2 separate regions of the Mus musculus genome follow, and region 1 is linked to region 2. A link is a contact called in public HiChIP or PLAC-seq data. All regions are on one chromosome and are shown on one strand. Each heading gives the region's core, a stretch centred on a gene start, on an enhancer-like site or on the middle of the called end of the contact. The rest is flanking DNA. Distances are from core to core; before and after follow the strand shown. Region 1 overlaps Kitl (kit ligand). Region 2 has its middle 8.8 kb from the start of Gm34777.

What was found. HiChIP or PLAC-seq counts read pairs in DNA pulled down with a chosen protein or histone mark.
Region 1: a contact with region 2 is called in a FOXA1 HiChIP or PLAC-seq map of pancreatic cancer cells. The contact joins two enhancer-like sites. A contact is called at or near these places in 1 of 484 Hi-C or Micro-C datasets (group 2 innate lymphoid cells) and 1 of 115 datasets of contacts at active chromatin or transcription factors (pancreatic cancer cells).

The regions. Positions count from the first base shown.
Region 1 is chr10:100,031,210-100,035,792 of GRCm38.p6, forward strand. All of the region lies in intron 1 of Kitl (kit ligand), which reads left to right. Among named protein-coding and RNA genes, the nearest start is that of Kitl, 18 kb to the left of the region's middle. Within about 2 kb of position 1,557, at least 47 of the 459 cell types and tissues checked have an H3K27ac peak or open chromatin away from gene starts, as enhancers often do. A contact at or near this core is called in pancreatic cancer cells, where this site is marked.
Region 2 is chr10:99,239,574-99,244,250 of GRCm38.p6, forward strand. No RefSeq gene overlaps it. Among named protein-coding and RNA genes, the nearest start is that of Gm34777, 8.8 kb to the left of the region's middle. Within about 2 kb of position 2,723, at least 147 of the 459 cell types and tissues checked have an H3K27ac peak or open chromatin away from gene starts, as enhancers often do. A contact at or near this core is called in pancreatic cancer cells, where this site is marked.

The DNA.
Region 1 (4,583 bases), core at 307-2,806, 790 kb after region 2:
ACATGATGCACATGATATGAAAAGGCAGGGCGGTAATGGTGTAAGAAGCTTCCATCTGGTAGACAGTTATGAATGAAAGGCGGATACGCTTAAGGAGTTCGGCAGAACAAAATTCCCACGGTTGAGATCAGAGACAGGCTTCAACATCTTAGGGATGGGTGTGGCGGTTTATGCTGCAGTGCCAGTACTTAGGGATGGGAGGCAGGAGAATTGCGGCAAGTTCAAGGCTAGTTGGGCCAGCATAGCAAAACCTGCTCTCAAAACAAAGAACACACAAATGAAATGCAGACAAACAAGTTAGCAGTTCTAAAATAAATAAATTAATTAAATAAATAAAGCAAACCACCATGCTTTTCAAACTGTGGAGAACTTTTAGCACGAAGGGCAAAGTTCAACTCTTGCCTCAGTTTGCAAACCGACCTCTAGCACGGACTTTTAGGGAGAGGAGCAGAGAAGAAGGAGAAGTGAGAGATGAAACCTTTCTGCAGGAAGGTCAGCGCCGCCGCAGACTTGGCACTCGGACTCTCGAGCAGCTGAAGCCTGTCGTCTTAATTTCATTTAGCTGGATGCTCTGCTCGCAAGCCCCCTCTCTCCGTTTCCTGAGGAAGTGGATCCCATCCCCATTTCCCTGCCATCTGGTGAGAGAGGCTCTTTGCTCCCCAAACAACCCCATGTTTACATTTCATCCTCCGTCCTCTTTTGAATCCTCAGCAAAGCAGCCGCTTTGAAAAGGAGCCCAAAGGATTATCCTGAGATGGCTTGCCCTCTTTCCTGTTCCTAAGAGAACCTTTCTTTCTTTTCCCAGCATGACTTAGTGTGGGGACTTGAGGTCTTGAAGTACAGCTTTCTGACTACTTGTCTGATTGCTAAACTTCGAAAAGTGGTAATCTTCCCGAAGGCTTGATGGAAGGTTGCATTTCAGAACATCAGATTAGTTTAGGACATTAGTGCACAGCCTTGGCGAATGTTTAATAATGCCAGTGATCGTACATAGCTTTAACCCCACCTCTGTGGCAGCAGAGACTGGTGGATCTCTGTGAGTTCCAGACTGACCACAGATACACAATGAGACCCTGAGTTACAAAATGAGACCTGTTTCCCCAAACACACAAGACAATGCTCCTGTCTGCAAGGATAACAGAGTATTATTAATAGTGTCAGGGACTGGTGCTTGCCCATGGGATGGGTGTCAAGTTGAGCTGGTCATTGGTTGTAATAGTAACAGTTACCAGATGCACTGATACATTATAAAAAGTAATATCTATTTCTCTTTATGTTGGGCACATGTGACTTTAGAATCTCATTATACAAAATACTAGGTATAATTGCCCAGATCTCATGGTGAAAAAAATTGAAGAGGAAAGCTTAAAAAGTGAGCTTGTGTCACTTACTCAGCCTTGATAGCATGAAAATGCAATAAGGGAGCCTTTTTTTCTTCTCCCTTTTTTTCTTTTCTTTTTCTTCTTGGTGGCAGAATGGATGAGCTATCAGCATGAGTTATTTGGCCTGCCACTTTCTGTTTCTTGTAAGGAGTCACACGAGGGGATGCGTCAGCACTCTGCCACGTGACCTTGAAGGAAGAGTAGCTAGTTTTGTTCTTTGAGTCATAGTGAAAACTGGACAGGCTTAGAGAACTGCCATTCTATGAGAACTTTTTGTCTTCTGGAGGGATGGCAGGTAGGTTAGAGACATTCAAAACTTTGGGAAGGGATGTGATTAGCATTTAAAAGTTTAACCTATATGTCATCCCTTCCAAACGTGTCTATCCCTGGGTGAAATCTTATTTCCGGTCTATGGTTCCTGTGTGGAGTCATCATGAATAATCTTTTTATGAAGCACTACTTTAGGTATTTGGATCGATTGCAGCTCATTTGCATTATAGGGAGAAAGTTCTTGTTGCATGGAATTGTAGACTCCTTAGAGACTTGCATTGCAAGACACTGTAGTGGCTTTATTTAGCATCACTGTGCCGAAACAGCACAAGAAAGTTCTTTACTAGGTTACCTTTGCCTCCTTCAGAAGGGGAACGCAGGATCTTACCCCCAGAACTTGATCACTATGTTTTCGCACCATCTACTAGGAGACTAGGGTTCCAATGACTACTTATTCATACAAACTTACTTAGCAGTTTTGACACTGTCCTGAAAGCCAGAGCTACAATAGTAAGCAAAACACTTAAAATTTCTCTTGTCTCCACGGAGCCTGCTGTCCCCTCTTGGTTTTATGTACTGATTTTCCGTTTGCCTGGACCAAGGTAGAATAGGCAGAGTTGGAAACTTCAGATGCCTGTTTGTAGTAATCTCTCACTGGCCAGTTTCCACCTTCCAAAGTTATAGAGCCTTCCTAAATAGTGCCCACCATCTGGGGACAAGTATTCAAAAGTAATTAAATCAATACAAATTTGAACCTGTGTTATATGCATCATAGTTAATCATATTAAAGAACCAAGCATTGGAAGTTTTCCCTGAGAAAGTAGTTTTGATAAATGAGAAAAATTTGCTCCTCACAGCAAGCAGAAGGGACCTGAGGAATAAGTAGATTTTATATGATCTATAATAAATTAAATAAATCCAGGAGGAGGATTCCTTGCTACCTGCCCCAGTGTTCTGGGTTTCCAAATGAGAGACATTAAGTATATGTATTTTGATATGCCTTTATCAGCTCAAAGGCTGGGCCACTTCCTAACCTTCACATGGCTAATCCACCTCCCTCTGATAACTCCAAGTTAATATTTATTAAAACTCGCCTACCCCCCTCCCCATCATCCCCAGGTCCTACATGGTGGCTATGTCCTCTGTTTCACATCTTTTCAAGTGCGGGATCTCCACTTCTCCTGGCATGGTGAATCTCTTTCTTCTTTCCTCTTGACTCCAAACCCTGGAAAATCCTAAAGTCCCACGTCTGTCTCTGTCTGTCCTGCCCAGCCATTGGCTGGCGACATCTTTTTTTGCTAATCAGAAACAACTGGGAAAAGGTTCCTTAATGTCTTATGTACAGATGTATGGACTCCCATATAAACAGTTTTGGGGTCTCAAAGTAACATAAGGATACAGTCATATATACATGCATGCATGTGTGTGTGTGTGCCCATATTATAGTAGAGAGAGAAAGCTTTGCAAGGAGTAGAAATTCAATACAATGATACAATTAAATAAGATTTAACAATAGAAGCCTTGGTTGTGAGTTCAAATTTTACAGTGAGTGTGATGGGAAGATATTGTGACATTTCAAGCAGGCAGTAGTAGTTTATGTTTCCAGAGTGTATTACTGTATCAAGCACGAAAGAAAAAAAATGCTGTGTATAATATCCTCATGGGCATCCTTCAGTAAGGGTGATGGAGCTTGGTGGGAACTGTAGTGGTATAAGAAAGGAAAGAGCAATGGCTGCTCTGAGGTTGTGTTTGCTTGTGGTACTTGGAAATATGACAGACAAAAATGGAGAAATTAGGGGATGGAAAGATTCAAGATGATACCCAGGTGTTTGGCTTGAACTACCATCCTGCAAGTTTGAAAATGATATTACTGGACCTGTGAGTTTGAAATATATACGTGAAACTGATAATAATAGCCAGAAAAGTTTTGAGGCATTTCTCACATCTTGTATCAAGTGTCTTCTTACACCATTCCAAAAAACTTCATCTAATCTTCCACTCGTCCGTTAAGTGGTTTCTTTCCTTGTGTCTCTGCTGTAGACAAAGAAATTGAGGCATGGAACAACTAAACAAGTTTCTGACAGGCACAGGATAGTTAGTGGCAGGACAGAAAGAAACATTCAGGCAGTCCTGCTTCTGAAATAGATGCTTCCTTCTCATCTTTCTCAACTTTACACCCCCTACTCCCATACAAGAATAAACAAACACTTGGTCTTCTCAGGCTGCCTTGGCTTTATCAATGAAGCTGAAGTTGACTTTTGAAGCTGCTATTTAGGTTAGCATTGAGCTATTGTCCAAACAAAACAGTCTCCCTTTCCCAGCAGTTAGACAAGAGCCTGCCTCTATCGGGATTACTGATTCAAAGCTAAACCCAGGAGTGATCTCACAACTGCTATTTGTGCTGGCCTTTAATCTTCAGGGAGGCAGAACATGCCCCAAAAAACATGTCTTTGACTTTAGGTTGCAGCTTGTGGGTTTTCAACCTTTAAGGGATTTCTTATTGCTAATAAAATAGTAGCCAGCATTAACTGTCACATATATAACTGTCCACATATCTGTCAGTCCTTGTATGGGTCCTTTACATAGAATGCCATTTTCAATCTTCTCAAATAGTCAAAGATGTTAGTTGAGGAAAGGCAAGTCCCAGAGAGGTCTTATAATTTGTTTATGGCCCAAATGTGTCAAAACCCAAATTTTTATGATGTTCTACTTCAACGATCGTTGCTTTTGTAAGCACAAGCGAAGGAACAAAGAACCAACCAACCAAACCAACCAAACCAACCAAACCAACCAAACCAACCAAACCAAAGACCCAACCAACCAAAGAACCTGCACGTGAGTGTATGAGGCGACGCTATCCCAGGTATGTCAGTGGAATTACTGTTCAACTGCCTCACTACCACAAGGACTCCTCCCTAGCATGCGTCAAAT
Region 2 (4,677 bases), core at 1,473-3,972:
AGCGTGTATTTCATTAGTAATACACACAATCCAGACTAAGAATCCTATCAGTTCTGAGCCAAACCAGACTCCACAGGGCAGTCCCCACGGGCAGCTGAAACAGGTTACGAATAGGAATTGATGTCTGGGCAGTCATGGAGGCTCAGCCATTTGGTTGTCATCAAGGCCTTGTAGTACGAAGTCATCGGTCTGTTCTCCACCTGCAAAGAGGCAAAGCAGAGGTGAGCAGCACCCATCAACACACTCTGTTGTGTTCAAATTAGGTCCAGTTCTTCCTCCCAGCCCCATGCTCCCAGAAATAAGACTCCGACTCAAACTACATTTATAAATACCTCAGCCACATAGCTAGGCTCTTCTCTGACTAGATCCAACTTAAAAATATCCCACTTATTTTAACCTGCATTCTGCCACGTGGCTGGTTACCTGGGCTTTGATACCATGCATCTGTCTCCTCATATCTTCCTGGCAACTCTTCCCACCTGACTCTATCCAGAAGTCTTTCTCCTCCATGATGTCCCACCCACCTCTATTTCCTGCCTAAGCCACAGGCCATGGGCTTTTAAATTGACAGATGATGCATCCATACAATACACAAGATATTCTCTGTACACTGGGGTCTGGGAGACAAGAACGGGGTTCCAGGAAGGACTGATAGGAAAGAGAACCACTGTCTTAGAGAAACTTATATAGTGTAGAGGAAGAAGCAAGGCAAAAACCTAACTATAGAAAGTATCTCAGTTAGGGCTTTACTGCTGTGAACAGATACCATGACCAAGGCAAGTCTTATAAAAGACAGTATTTAATTGGGCTGGCTTACAGGTTCAGAGGTTCAGTCTATCATCATTAAGGTGGGAGCAGGGCAGCATCTAGGCAGTCATGGTGCAGGCAGAGCTGAGAGTTCTATATCTTCATCTGAAGGCTGCTAGTGGAAGACTGACTTCCAGGCAGCTAGGGCAAGGGTCTTGAAGCCCACACCCACAGTGACACACCTCCTCCAACAGGCCCACATCTTGTGCCACTCCCTGGGGTGAGCATATACAAACTATCACAGAAAGGAACATAAGCTAGGGAGATAGCTCAATGGGTGATATCCTAGCCTTGCAAACACAAAGACTTAAAGTCTGTCCCCTAGAACCAACATAGCAATGTGCCATGCACTGACAGTCCCTTCACTGCGGTGGCGGGGAGCACTAGTCTAGCTGGCCAATGAGACAGTGTCTCAAAGGCATTGGGTGGTCCTCCTGGGGATGACCCTCTGCCAATACTTGGCCCACACACAGATATGCAACAACCACAAACTAAGTGAGAGGATCCATTCTTGCTTGCATACTTCACCTTCTACAAGGGAGAGAGCTGCTGGCTCTGGTTGGGGAGGGGTTACAAGGCTTCTGTGTCTTTTCCTTTCTTCACCTATCTCAATTAATAAGAACATTGTGATCTGTGTGGTCCTAATGAAAGGTTCCACACGTTTACCTTTCCCCTATCACCCTAGAAGGCACTAGATCAACGGGTTCTCACATGGGCATTGTGACCTTTTGGTGGGGGGAGTAAATTCTAATGACCCTTTCACAGGGGTCAAATATCCTGCTTATCAGATATTTACATCATGACTCATAACAATAGCAAATTACAGTTATGAAGTATCAAGGAAAATAACTTTATGGTTGGGGGTCACCACAACATGAGGCGCTGTACTAAAGGGCTGCAGCATTAGGAAGCTTGAGAACCACTGTACAAAAAATTCTAATGCTTGAAGTAATTTACCCTGTTAGCCTTAGGATGTGGAACACAGTAGAAACTGAATGAAATGACAAGATATGAGAATGAGAGAGAGAGAGAGAGAGAGAGAGAGAGAGAGAGAGAGAGAGAGAGAGAGAGAGAGAGAGAGGAGGCGTGTATTTCTAGCCCTGCAAACAGTGGCATTTCCTGTTCACCCACTCACTACCTAGCTTCCAGTCTCAGGACCACATAAGTATGTTACATACATTATCTCCTTTTGTCCTTTTATCTCACAATCTCCCCCCGCCCCACACCCCCTCACCGCGAGACTAGTGAGACCCTCAGAGATTTATCAATTTGATGTTTTAGAGGCTAGAAGCAGAATAGGGATTTGAACTGAGGCCCACGTAGCTCCAGTTTTGGTGTAGTTTCGTATATCCCCAAGTACCCAGGCACAGGCCGACTTGCACACTTCCCACACCACATATTGCCCTCAGTGCTCCCTGGTGTCAGGGATATTGTTACAATCACCTTCTCTGGCTTTTAAAAGCATGATTTTCATGGTAGCTCTTTTACCTGCTGTCTGGAAAAGGCCATAAAGATCCCATAGCCTGCTATAAGAGCAACCAGCGGCTGTCAGCCAGATGCTGTCAGGGTGGCGATAGAAGTGTATGGCAGTTCTAGTTGGACTACCCAGAATCCCTCTCTCGACTTCCGTTGTTTATTCCTCTTTGGTTCTTTAGCAACTTGTGTACCCGTCTTGTGGGACCTGTTCGAAAGGGATGCGACCTGTTGAAATGATGCGCCCGCGAAGCGAGACAAGAATCCTGTCTGCACCCCACACTGTTTGCTTTGTGAAATTCCAGACTGTTTAATCTGCCCTACCTCATCCTCATAACTCCAGATTCCACTTTTCTTAATGACTTTCCCCTCCTTCAGTGCCTACACAGTTATCTTTGAAGAAGGCAGAAAAGCAAAGATGAATCATGTGCAGGAAGTGGGGGGGGGGGGGAGGGGGAAGGAGTGTGGTTGGAACAGCAGATGGCTGAGCGTGTGGGCACAGAGCTGTCTCTGTTGTTCCTCCCGCCACGCTCTGGAAACAAGTCCCTTGGAAGCATATATTCATTCCAGGATGGGGGCTGCATCTGCTTTCAGGTACTAACATGTAAATCCACATCCGCCAGGATTCATTGTAGGTATCCTAACCCTAGGCTCAAGCCCAGGTTGGACTATTATCCTGTCCTTGAAGTTTTGACCACAGACCTTCTAGACTAGACATAAGGTGATAAACTACTTCAATGAGTGGAAACAAAATTTCTCATGCCATCTTTTTTTTTTTTCTCCTGCAGGATATGAAGTAAGTGTGTGGGTATTTCTCATGTGTTGACGTGCCAGCTCCCTGACCTTCTAGGGGACTGGCAGATGCTTCTAGAAAAGCTGGACTGGGCTTTCAGGGGAAAGTCTAGGTTAAGCAGAAAATCCCACTTTGTTCCACCGGGAGCTTGTGGTGGTCTGTATGTGGAAAGAACAGGAAGACAAAAGTTCTGCATGCTGGCGCACAAGTACTGACCAGAAAGCACACTAGAGTTAGCTCCCCAATGTACGCACGCAGGCAACCGGAGTCATTTTGTTTGAATAGCTGGACTAAATTTCGAGAGCTCACAGCAGCGGAGAGTTGGAAAGATCCTGTCTCAGAAGGCTTCATTTTGCCCTTTCTTTCTTTCATTTAAATTCCCAGATGCCATTCACATATACGCTAGAGAAAAGGCCGTAATTATTTTACTTCTACATGGATGTACTCATTTAACGAGTGTCTTGACTGCTTTCTCTCTATTTCTGCCATTACCATCTGGCCTCCAGACGAATATCACAGCACACAGGTATGCAGAAGTGTTTTTGTCCTGTTCTCCTTAAGGTGATAGGTATTTTGATAAAATGCGTTTCTAGAGTTTGGGATATGTCTTAGCACAAGCTATTATTCGTGACTTGGAAACCAAGTGCTGTGGTTTAAAACTTATTTGACTAATGGACAGCTTAAAAGACACTCTTAAGGGACCGAGGAGATGGCTTGCTGTATATGCGTGAACTTCTCAGTGTGGGTCCAAGCACCCACATTAAAAACAAAAAACAAAAAACAGGAATAGCAAAGTGCATCTGTGTCCCAGAAATGTATCAGCAGAGACAGGGGCACCCCTGGGCCTTGCTGGCTGGCTGGTCTTGCCAAATAGATGAGCTTCAAGTACAGTGAGAAACTTAGTCTCAAAAACAAGGTGGAGAGGAATAAACTACATGACATCTACCCTCGGCCTCCACATGTACACATTCATGCCCAGCTACGTTTAATGACAAATAATAAGCATCGTCTGATTAAGTCTCCATAAACTCAGCACACAAATCAATAAGCAGGGCTGTAGAAGACATTTCCTAAGTTGTACATCACGATCGTAAATCCTGCTAAGAGTAGAATTTCCACCCCCATCGTCATTATGATGTAGTGACTTTCTAGCTGAAGAATCTTTCAGACTGATCCCACAAAGACACTCATTGTCAGCCCTTAATTATTTTTTTTTTATAGTTTCAGTGCATGACTAAAACAGACCAGTGTTTGTGCTTCTCGAACTTTCTTAGCTTCCCGTAAACCCTGAGCCTTAGCAGTTTCCCAAGTGACCAGAGGAGAGAGTGGGGCTTGGCCTGCAGTTGTAGGAGCCTTGAAGGCTTCAGGACACAGGTGTGGCAAGAATGGGCCTGCATACCTCACACATTATGGCTGCTTCCCTCTCTCCCTCCCTCCCTTCTCCTACAGGCACCTCCGTGAGACCTGTAATCTTGCTTCTCCACCCTCTGTCTTAAGTGGCTGAGTAACAACCCAAAAGTATAGGGAAGTTAACATTTAAATCAAGGGATCAGAGTTCAAGAAGAAAATTCTCTTCTTTCCTTTCTCTATTACTCCTTCCCAAA